2 separate regions of the Gossypium hirsutum genome follow, and region 1 is linked to region 2. Evidence: chromatin contacts called from public Hi-C data. All regions are on one chromosome and are shown on one strand. Each heading gives the region's core, a stretch centred on a gene start, on an enhancer-like site or on the middle of the called end of the contact. The rest is flanking DNA. Distances are from core to core; before and after follow the strand shown. Region 1 holds the start of LOC107902020 (aquaporin TIP1-2). Region 2 holds the start of LOC107902026 (ubiquitin fusion degradation protein 1 homolog).

Region 1 (6,007 bases), core at 840-3,339, 130 kb before region 2:
CTTACCTCGTATTTGCTCGAATACTTTCGTCTACCCGTCTAACTTTTGTTTCCCCCAATCAAGTTCCGATATTTGTTTATCTTGATCTATATAAATTCAAATTTAACTCATTTATTCACCAAATCAATCAATTCAATCCATATAAATATATTTTGGCATTTTTACAAAATAGCCCTCATATTTTCACATTTTGACACTTTAGTTCCTAATTCACAAATACACAAAATATACGAAATTTCTTTATACGTATTCTTAGCCAAATACTATATATCTTCTAATCAGCCCATATTTTCATTTATTTCACATTTCTAACATAATATTTCTATTTTTTTAATTAAATCCCTAATGCTCATTTTTGTCAAAATTTACTTTATAAAACTTGTATATATTTCAATACCCATCAATAATCTAGCATAATACTTCAAAATATACTAGCATTCAACAATGGCACATTTCAAAATCATCAAAATTTTCAGAAATTGAGGTACGAGCTAGCTAGAATTAATACAAAGCAACGATCTCAAAAACGTAAAAATTATTAAAAACGGAATAAAAACCACACCCTAATTGAGAATCTAAGCTTGGTCGAATGTAAAAGCCATGACATTGGCTTTCTAAACTTCAAAATCGTGCAGAAAGAAAATGACTGCCACTTTCTGTTTTGTTTTTTTTTTTTTACTTTAATTCAATATTAATAACCATTTTGCCAAATTAACCTTAATGAAATAAAAGCATAATTCACATATTTTAAGGTCATTTATGACCAGCACCACTATCATTGGTCCAATAACATAATAAGGACCTCTCATTTAACTTATCAGCAAATAAATACTCTTAACTTATAGAATGCTACTTTTACATTTTACGCGATTAAGTCTTTTTTATCAAATTAAGTATTTAAACGGTAAAATTTATACTATAATTCTATCATGCTGTAAAACTTATTAAAAATAATATAATAAATATTTTTACTCGGTTAAGTAGTCCCGAAACCACTGTTCCGATCAGATTCAAAAAAAGGGGCTGTTACAATGCGAACCCTCAGAAACATAAGGTTAAGAAAGGTTGGGTAGAGAAGAAAGAGGATAGATGGAGAGATGGTGGCAAGGAAAAAAGCTCACCAAGCTCTCACTGCAAAAAGACAAATCACTCGGAAAGGTGTTATTGGTTCAGGCCAGATTTTCAATGTAGAAGTTGTAAACAATTTGGCCATATGGAGAAGGTATGCAAGAACAAAGGGTGAACTCCTCAACAGAATACGCAGGCTTAGGCAGCTGAAGGAGATCACATTCAAGAGGAGTAGGTGTTCACAGCCACAAGTTTTGCATCAAAAAATCAGAGTCGCGAAAGGTTGGTTGATCGATAGTGGATGCACCAACCACATGACCTCAGATGAAAACATCTTCGGGAAGATTAACAAAAGATGTGATCTTAAGGTGAGGATTGGTAATGGCGAACTCTCAGAAGCTAAGCGAAGAAGGGATGTGTTGGTCAACATTCCAACAGGTACTAAGGAAATTACAGATGTGCTTTTAGTTCATGAAATAGATCATAATCTTCTTAGCATTGGTTAATTGATGGAGAAGAAATACATAGTTGTTTTCAAAGATAAATGTTGCACTATATTTGATTCATTAGGATAGGAAGTGATCACAGTCTCAATGAATAATAAAAGTTTTGTGCTGGATTGAAACTTTGAGCTTATACCAGTTCAATGGATAAATCATATAGTTGGCACAAAAGACAGGGACATGTGAACTATAATTCCCTTAGTCAAGTGTGCAAGTCAAAACCGGTTGAGAAGATGACTAAAGTTGAAGATAAAGATGAAGATGAAGGTTTTGATGATCTTCCTGTTAAAATCAGGCCTATTGTTGAAACTTATCACAGATGTAATTTAACAGTATTGGAGCATGCAATTTTTGAAGAAGTTGCACGAGAAAACAACATTGGAGTTTGTTGCAAGATGGTCAAGAAAGAGTGGTCGGAACTCGAAAAAAGTGCGAATTGACAAATATGCAATCTATGAAAAGTGGAAGCTGCAAACTGAATGAAATATTTTACCACCCTCGGGTTTATTCCTATGCCTTCTCTTTGAAATATTTTGTTTGGTAGGATTTTTCTATGTTTTCTGTAATATAAAATTCCTAGGTAACTATTTTAAGGGGGATTGGAGTATTAGCTGGAGTTGATTACTGTTTAGTGATATAATAAAATTGACAATTTCAAAGTATAGATGACAGGTGTGAAGTGTAAAACGCCAAGATTAAGCATCGACTGCTATATAAGTTAAGGATGCTTCATTTTTTAATAAACCTAGAGTAAGCATCTTAGTTGATCTAAAATGGATATCCTTATCGGATAAAAAGGCTTTTTGGATCGTGGTGGGTTTACTTCTGCACCTCCAACAAAATTTGCCTAAAGCATATTACACAAGATATACTTCCATTGTTAGTTTCTTTGGTGTTTTGCATTTGGTCTTTGCCAGAAACCAGATCAGATTTCGTCTTCTTGTAACTGGCAACTATGGAATGGATTGCTAATGTTTCGTTTCTGAATTGCAACTATCACTTGTAATATTATGGGACTTGGCCGTTTAATATAAAAGCCATGGCAGTCACAGTGTGACAATCTTTGGTCGTATTCTTTCACCATATTATATATATAATGGATTAACCATTAATGGTTTCTTCATCCGGCAAGCATTATTTCTTGTAAATAGTCTCGGATATTTTTCAAGACATGGATTCCATTCTCTCTCGCGGATCTGATCATAATCTTCCAACAGCAAGTTCAGCTGAAAATCACGAGACAAGGCTCCCAAAGGAATCTAAATCTATAAAAGCGACGTTGTTTGGTTGCATTGGTGCCCGTGAGTTTTCCTCACCAGAGGTAATGATCTTCTTCCACAAATGATTTATTCTGCTTGATTCAATTTTCAGAAGAAAAGGGCTCTAATGCTTCCCTCCTCATTCGTTTGTTTTAGATGTGGAAGGCAGCACTCACAGAGTTGGTGGCGACTGCTTCACTAATGTTCACATTAACAACATCCGTTGTCGCCTGCTTGGACTCGAACGAGTCTAATCCCAAGCTTCTTGTCCCATTTGCAGTATTTATTATTGCCTTTCTGTTTCTCATGGTGACAGTTCCTCTTTCAGGTGGACACATGAGCCCAGTTTTTACTTTCATTGCTGCCCTCAAGGGCATCATATCTCTAGCACGAGCTTCCATCTATATCTTGGCCCAATGTGTAGGCTCGATAACAGGTTTTCTCATACTCAGCAGTGTGATGAGCCATGACGCAGCAAAAAAGTATTCCTTGGGAGGTTGTACCATTGATGGAAACGGGCCAACCTCTGGGGTTAGCTCTGGGACGGCATTGATGTTGGAATTTTGTTGTACATTTGTGGTGCTTTTTGTTGGTGTAACCATAGCATTTGACAAGAGAAGAAGCAAAGAACTAGGGTTAGCTATGGTTTGTGCAGTGGTGGCAGGGGCGATGGCACTAGCAGTTTTTGTGTCCATTAGTGTGACTGGGCGGGCTGGTTATGCCGGCGTGGGGCTTAATCCTGCGAGGTGTTTAGGCCCAGCCTTACTGCGAGGTGGTTCGTTGTGGGATGGCCATTGGGTCTTTTGGATAGGACCTTGTTTAGCTTGCATAATTTATTATGGCTTCACCAAGGGCTTACCCAAAGAAGGCCTTGTTTGGGAAGATGAAAAGCATGACATTAAGAATTTAGCCGCTCCTACACTTTGTTGTTGGGGACCTAGAAGTAGGACAAGTCAACTTAATGGGAACGTTTTGGAAATTGTGAGACGCTGAATCACTGATGGAGGCTACCGCCTACCAGGTGGAGTGTATTATTATTCTCATGGGAGACTGAATATATTTATCTCCAAAAGATTAAATCAGAGTAGCAAATTGAATAAAATTGGATGTTCTCTATATATTGGTAATTGGTGTGATCATCATGGACAATTTCTAGGGCTGTACCTGTATGAAAAGAATGTCAATGCTCCAAATAATGTCTGTTAGCTGATAAAACATGCATTAGGTTTAGTTACGTTAAGAGTAACATATTTCATTAACACAACCCAGTAAACTGCACAACAAATGACTTAAGCTAGTAGGTAAATGTACTTGATTAAACCAGAATTTATTGAACCTTTTTTTATTTCATGACACCTGATATGTGATGATAGGCAACTAGGTTGATGCCTGTAAAAGCGATAAGGATGATGGAAGGGGCTCATGAACAACAGAATTCGAAGAAACCGAGATGGGATTTCCCTCCAACTGCAGCATGATGCTCCCCATGATCTCTGTCAATAGTTTCGTGAACTCATCTTCTTTAATCATCTTCCCATCATCCGCGTCTATCCTGTTGAGAACATCAGCAACAACCTTGTCCATCTGGTGAATTTCAAAAAAGAGTTTTAGTTAGTGGAGTGAAAAAAAAACAAAGGTGTTTTAGGGCATGCCAATCTAGCAACCCTCCGGAAACCAGAGCTGAGTGTTGCAGTTTGCAAGCTTTTTGTTATGTATTGATGAATGTGAAGATGCAGGCGATCGAGATGTGTGGTTGCAATACCAATACCTGTTCAACAGCACCGATTTGAGTTAATCCAACTGATGGAGCCACTACATCTAGCACCACACGTAAATACTCCTTTGATATTTTCCCATTGCGATCCTTTGGCACATTTTCTAAACCTACATTCAGCAACTGTATTGCGAAAATGAAAGACTTGGTTCAGTAATGGCGGCACAAGAGAAAATGTAAAATCCGACATAAATATATACACACAGGGAAAACTAGGGTAAGACAAGAAAATACGAAAGCATGTATATGTATGTATATACCTTGTCTAATTCAAACTTGTTGGATAGTAGTCTTTTAATGCCACTTCCATCAAAGGTGTTTTCACTATGAGCAACAATCACAGGCTCCTCCTTGAGATTTTGAGCAACACGCTTAGCTACTTTCTTTGATTCTTCCAAGAAGGTTTCTTGAGAGACAGGTTGGTCATCCCATGATTCCAAAGCTGGTTCCACTATGTTCCTCATAACCTACACAAGCAGAAGAAAGACCAAATTCACATTCTCCTAATATTACTGACTGAAACGAAAGGTGTAAAAAGCCAAATACCCAAGAATCTGACGAAGGGGGCATTCCTTGATCAACTGTAAGTTTCTCCAAAGCCTTAGTAATACAATCACGCAACGATGCATCTTCACACTCTATCTGTGAAAATATAGACACCATCTCCGCTTCATAACTTGGACCATTGATGAATTCCAACAGATCTTCTCCATCCATACGGAGGATCACAATAGGATCCCGCTTCAAACCTGCAGCCATACCAAGTAGAATATCTGAAAGAGCCTCTTTAAGCCCAGTTTTGCTCACCTTTTGTTGTTTTCCATGGGTGAATTCTTTCAAAACCTGAAAAACATTTCTAAATAATGTCAGCTTCCATATCCCATCACCACTCTGATGATCCATCGTGTGATGATTTCAGTTCCTAATTCCCGATCTCTATTCACAACCTATAAACACATATGCAGAACCAGAAGCTTATGCGCTTATTTTATACGCTAATGATCGGAAATCATACTGGCACTGGTCCTGGACGTGGTCCAAGTCTTACCTGTTTTTATATTTCTCTATCATGAGAATAGTGCTCAATTGTCTCGTCTCCAATTTTTATCAACTCATTCTCCTAAAGGAAAGAGGGGACCCCCCGATAACTACCTTTATAGTGTATATGACCATATTGATCTCATTATTTAAAGGGAAATTTGAGTAAACGATTCACGAATTAGGTATAAAAGTGGAAGATGGTCCAATATTGAAGCAAGTACTTGCGTTTTCCCCACTAATCATGACATTCAAAACATACAAACAAGGCTTTCATTAATTTAATCTTAGTCCGAAGTGTGGCTTGATTGTGCACTTTTGGCCAATGGTGTCACAGTTTGATTGGATAACGAGGCAAGCAAAGT
Region 2 (6,276 bases), core at 2,715-5,214:
ACCAAAAGTTCAATTATGTTTTCTTTGCAAAACAAGGGTATCGATATTTGTTTCTTTTCAAAAATAGGCATGTTTAGGCTTATTTTAAGAGGCTTGGCCAAGTGAGTCACTTAGTTTATTTTAGGGTTTTATTTTAGTTTTTATTTTATTTCAATTTAGTCCTTTAAACAATTTTTGTTCTTGTTTAACTTGGATTCGATTTTGATCCAAGCTTTTAATGTAATAATATTTCTTTATTTCTTTTCGAATTCCAATTGCAACCAGAGTGATCTTCACAATTGTTAAAGGAAATCTAGCTTCTGTGCACAAATTGATATCGAAACAGATTTATTTTCTTATTCCCTTCTTTTATTTAATTTACTACTTTGTATGTTAAATATGAATTTAGGGATTATTGCATTTAGATCCATGAGTAGCTAATTTCCTCAGGAAGATTAACGAACGGATGTTTGACTACTTAATAGATGAATTAGGGTTTCAAACCAAGTTAGTTGGTTTAAATTATGTGCGATTAAACCCTAGAAAGTGACGCCCCTAGGAAGTAATTTAGGATAAACGAGATCGAGAGATAGTTTACTAAGAAAATCATAATTTATCCCGGTCAAAAAAGTGAGGTTGAGAGGTAAGCTTGTATTGGTCGATTAGTTAATTAGTTAGTATCGAGAGGTAATAACTAGTTGATTAATAGCTAACTCGATAAAACCCGAGTTCTGAAGTTAATTAGGAACACCGAAGTGAGTTAATCCCCTGCTTGTTTTATTGGAATTCATTTCTATTGTTAATTGGTTGTTTTTATTTTAGATAATTTTAGGTTAATTTCATTAATCCATTTTCATTTGATTATTTGTAATATAATTTTAAATTAATATGACTTAGTCCTATTAGTGTAGAAAATTAATTTCAGTTTGATTCAACCTCCATTGGGTACGATCCTCAGAATGCTTCACAGAGTGTTTCGTTGTAACATTCTTTACTACATGACAATTTGACTCGTATACTTGCGGACACCGCTATTTAATCATATATTTATTTGTTGCAGCATTTCCAGTCCAAACGTTCGAACGTCTGGCGGCAGTCAATTAACACAGTGCTTCCAAGTACACCCGAATGAGGAAGATAAAACACAATTGGTATTGCTTTTCTTAAGTTTTCGAGAAATAAAATCAAAAATAATTTTAAAAGTGGTCAAAAATTTTGGTTCGAATAAAAAACCCATACTAGGATCAATTCCAAAAAAAGTTTGGAGGGGTCACAAACGATCCCGCTTAAAACCCAAATTCCTCAACAAAACTTCATCTAATGTAATTTTTAGTAAAATAACAAAGAAGGATGAGGGAGACGAGAAGAGTGATAGAGGCTCTGATTTTTTTTTTTGGTGTGTGAAATATGAGGAAAATAGCCTCCTATTTATACGATTCTCAAAGGGGCAAAATGATCTAAAAAATTCAATGGCCATATTTCAACGGCCAACTATTTAGAAGCAAAAAATAAATAAATGGGCTAATTTCACTATTTCTCTTTTTCCCATCTTTTCAAAAATCTTTATTTCTTTTGCATTAGTGGGGGAATGTTAGTAATACAAAAATCTAACCGTTATAATATGGTAGTTGGAATCTGACCATTACAATATGACCGTTGGAATCTAGTCGTTGCAATATGGCCGTTGAATTTTTTGGATCATTTTGCCCTTTTGAGATTATATTCCTCATATTTCACACAATAAAAATCAAAGCCGTTATCACTCTTCTCGTCTCCCTCATCTTTTTTTGTTATTTTACTAAAAATCACATAAGAGGAAGTTCTGTTTAGGAGTTTGGGTTTAAAGCGAGACTGTCCATGACCCCTCCAAACTTTTATGGGAATTGATCCTAGTGTGGGTTTTTTTCTAGCCAAATTTTTTGACCACCTTTAAAATTATTTTTTATCTTGTTTCTCATAAACTTAAGAAGAGCAATATCAATTGTGTTCTATCTTCCCCATTTGGGTGTACGAATTTGGAAGCACTATGTTAACCTTGGAGGTGATGTTCATTTCCGATTACACCGATCAGGACAAAATCGCTTCTAAAGCATTGGTTCTCCACGGCACAGTATTTATTTATTTATTAATTTTTCCCTTATTTTGTGTACTTGTCACTACTAACGTCTTTATTTTGCAGTAGTAATTATCCAACAAGGTTGTGTATTCGACTAGTTAAATATTTAAATTTTCAATTTTTATATAAATAATTTAATAAACCAACAAACTTATTAGAAACCAATTGGACCCATCATTTCTATATGACTAAATTGAAATAATCAATCTAAATATCTTCTATTAATGCTAGGTTGACATTGTTATGCAATTTAAAAATACTTTTGAAAAAATTTGTAGAAACGCTTGTGAAAAGTTGTGGTTGGTAAGCGTGTTTTTGAAAAGTGTGGTTTGTTAGTTTTAAATGTTTGGCATTGCTATTAAAAATTACTATTAGAAGTTAAAATGTTTCTTTTATACAAAGTAAAAATAATAATAAAATATTATATATTTGTAATATAATAATAATTATTGTTAGTTCAATAATAACAAATACTAATTTTTTGGTGAATTACAATAATAGAGTAAAGTCTGAACAACCAATGCGACTAGCGCGATTCAAACCCATACCACAATTAGAGTGGTAAACACCCTTGACCATCAAGCCATCACATGAGGTTCACAATTACTATTAAATCTATGCAACTTAAATGTTACTAAATTAAAACATCATAACGTATCCAAGTTAAAACCAACTCATTAAACTACAAGCAATGATATTTCTTATAACTTCCATTTCAAGCCCATATGAAATGTTGTTGAATTCAATGTCATCATCACTTCGTTTGTTAAGCACATTTTCTACCTCGGTAATATTTTTATATGTCGTATCATTAGTTTCATATTCCAAAAAATCCACACTATTTAGACCTTCATATTTTTGGATAAAATTGTGTACCAGCATTATAGCAACAACAATTAACCTTTGTTTTTCAAAATTGGAGATAGTGGCAAAATTGAAATTTCGATTTCTCTATTATGCTATCATTTGGGATTTAATTTTGGCATACTTCTGATCCTTTATTTTTACAATGACATTAGTTAGTCTAAGTAATTATCTTTCATTATTCCGATTAAAATGATGATGTTAATTTCTTTTAAAAATATCTTTGTAATATAAATATATATATAATTTTGCATGAAGTTGGCATGGGTAATTTCTTTTTAAAAATCGACCTTAACATTTTAATCGGAATAATCAAGGGTATCAACTGTTTCGACTAACTAATGATATTATGTAAATGAATCAAATTATATCAAATAAATTCTAAATTTAAATATGATAGAGGAACCATAAGCTTAATTTAATCTAAAACAATTGAAACCTAACACAACCATTTGTCATTTAATTTAATTTATTACACATTTGGATTTTTTAAATATTATTTTGAATTATTTTAATTTAATTAATATAAGTAACTATATGTTTTACTAAAAGTGAAGCCGAGAAAAAAACTTAGTACTAAATACAGGAATACACCACTGGTGAATTTCTAGAAGAAAAAATACATAATAAATTTATTAAATATATATATATATATATAAAAATGAGACGAATATTTAGTTGAAATGGTAAGATTAAATATTTAAAATGTAGTTCAAGTTTTATTATAATTGAGTTTTTATTGATTTTATATATAAAAATGTAAAATTAAAATAATAATAATAATATAACTTGATTTAATAAATTTAAAATAAATTAGTGTTGAATTAACTCGTAATACAATCTCTGAGCTTAATATAAGTAATTATAGATTTATTATTGTTATTTTAGATTGGGCATCTTAACTATTATGGGCCAAAGAGCAGTCTGATTTGTACTTTGGGTCAGTTCCAAAATTTTCAGAATTTGGCTCAAAACTGATGATAAACTATCAGTTCTTTTAAATGAACGCGTGGCAGAATCTGAAGGTAGCGTGCAATAAACGCAGATAAAGCGAATCTTAGATGATTCCATTCACCACCTTACATAATCTTTCCTCTCCATCACTCCATCGATTTGCGATCAACGCACCTGAAATTGAATTTTATTTTCTCTCAGGTAATTTTATTCTGTTTTAATTTAGTCTTAGATCTGTTCACTTGTGCCATTCAAAACTAAATTGCGGGATAAAAGTTTTGAATTTTAATTTAAAATATAACCTTTTTTTCCCTTCAAAAGTTGTTGCTGTTGTATATAATATGTAGATTTATGTGTTGTTGGATATTATTGTTAATCTTTAGACTCATCTGATCTTTTATTCTTGTAGGGAAGTAAGTTATCCGGTTTGACTGTTTATAAGCATTACAAAATGGTAAGTGTTTACATTTTTCGAATGTTAATGACTGCTTTGTTTGGGTTGTGGCATTGGAAATTGTTTTGAATTCAATTTTGAAATTGATGTGGCAGTTTTTCGATAGATATGGTTACCATGGGACGTCATTTGAGCAGAGTTATCGATGTTACCCTGCATCTTTCATTGAAAAGGTCTGTAAAACTACGAACTTTCTGTTGTATTGTTGATTTGCTTCAATATTTATATTAATTAATCTGTCATCAGCTTTTGGAACTCCATCATACTTGATTAGTTCCATTTGAAGGTTTATGATATTAAATCCTGCAAATCTTTTAGCTTCTTTCCCATTTATTCATGATTTTGGTCCTTTTTTTTTTCCTTGTTTTCCCGCAGCCACAAATTGAAAGCGGTGATAAAAGTAAGTTTCCTGACCTTTAGTTTTTGTAATATGTTCCTTTTGGAGTATCACTTTCCTAATATATACATTCTTTCACTGTTCTTTCAGTTATCATGCCTCCATCTGCACTTGATCGCTTGGGTTCGTTGTTTGATATTGGCAGCACTTTTACTTTTGTAATTAGTCTTAGTTTCACATTAATCTGGCGGTATAATCCAAAAGTTAATTTGTGACAAATTATGCAGCATCTCTGCATATTGATTATCCAATGTTATTTGAACTTCGGAATGATGCTGCTGAGCGTGCCTCTCATTGTGGAGTGCTAGAGTTTATCGCAGAAGAAGGCATGATCTATATGCCATATTGGGTAGGCAGTACATTTGTTGGATTATTATGCTTCACACTAGAATTATGGCATTGCTTTAGGTCCACTAAAATGGAGGAAATCTTCTACTTATATGATTCTTGACCCGTTGTTTTCAATGGTTATGATGTAGATGATGGAGAATTTGCTCCTACAGGAGGGAGATATTGTGAGGGTGAAAAATGTAACTCTTCCAAAGGGTACCTATGTGAAATTGCAGCCCCACACGAAGGACTTTTTGGATATTTCAAACCCAAAAGCTATGTGAGTGGATAGGTTTGTGAATATATGTATGCTTGCGCCTTTGATGTTTGATGGTTAGCTTAGAAAGGAATTTTGAAATTTTTGTAGTAAGTTATCAATTCATACTCATATACCTTGAGAAGTTTGTGTAATTTAGATTCGTGTAAGCAAAATGAGTTTCTTTATTTGGTATGGATTTGTGAGGAATGTAACTCCCTGAATCTGTTTTTTTTTCATGCTGTTATGGATGTAATCTACCTGTTGCTTTCCAAGTAGATTTAGACACCTCAACTCTAATCTCACTTTTGTTTCATCATGCAGCTTAGAGACGACACTGAGGAATTATTCCTGTTTAACTACTGGGGACAGTATTATGGTGGCATATAACAATAAAAAGTACTACATAGATATCATAGAGACGAAGCCTTCCAATGCAATAAGTATCATTGAGACTGACTGTGAGGTGGATTTTGCTCCTCCCCTCGATTACAAAGAGCCAGAAAGGCCTGCTGTTCCCACTTCAAGCAAGGCACATTCTCAAGGTGATGAGCTAATATCTTTGTAGATATCATATAATGGTTTATCTTGAGTTCTTTGCTTTTTAACTCATTGTTCAGATTTCTAGTGCTGTATCTCAACGTAAGTTTTGCTTCTTTTTCATTTTGTTAAAAGATTTCTTCTGGTATTCTAAGTTAAATATTCTACAACCACATGGCAAAAATATGCTTGGTAGGGATATTTTTCTCGTCTTGTTATACCCTAATTAATTCCGGTTCATGGGAATTTATGGATCTATGTTGACTGGTGAGATACAAAAGACATTCACATCTGTGTAGGATATTGCACTCAAGTTCATGATGCAACTTAGTAAATGTTTTTTTTTTATCTGTTCTGAGGAAAACCATTTTTTTTCCTTCAGTTGA

Evidence for each region. A called contact is a pair of places that touch in the nucleus more often than the background predicts.
Region 1: a contact with region 2 is called in a Hi-C map of leaf, with 3 times the contacts expected there. The contact joins the promoter of LOC107902020 here to the promoter of LOC107902026 in region 2. A contact is called at or near these places in 12 of 34 Hi-C or Micro-C datasets (anther, callus, leaf and 2 more).

What each region holds. Positions count from the first base shown.
Region 1 is chrD12:4,333,339-4,339,345 of Gossypium_hirsutum_v2.1, reverse strand. LOC107902020 (aquaporin TIP1-2) reads left to right here and starts at 2,089. Exons shown (of 2, transcript XM_016828242.2): 1 at 2,089-2,892; 2 at 2,987-4,031. The coding sequence starts at 2,743. The coding sequence ends at 3,823. LOC107902021 reads right to left here. Exons shown (of 5, transcript XM_016828245.2): 2 at 5,151-5,447; 3 at 4,865-5,071; 4 at 4,599-4,727; 5 at 4,033-4,414. The coding sequence starts at 5,363. The coding sequence ends at 4,208.
Region 2 is chrD12:4,202,904-4,209,179 of Gossypium_hirsutum_v2.1, reverse strand. It overlaps LOC107902026 (ubiquitin fusion degradation protein 1 homolog), which reads left to right and starts at 3,964. Exons shown (of 10, transcript XM_016828251.2): 1 at 3,964-4,114; 2 at 4,323-4,367; 3 at 4,463-4,540; 4 at 4,743-4,767; 5 at 4,855-4,887; 6 at 4,992-5,113; 7 at 5,244-5,374; 8 at 5,675-5,895; 9 at 6,273-6,276. The coding sequence starts at 4,365.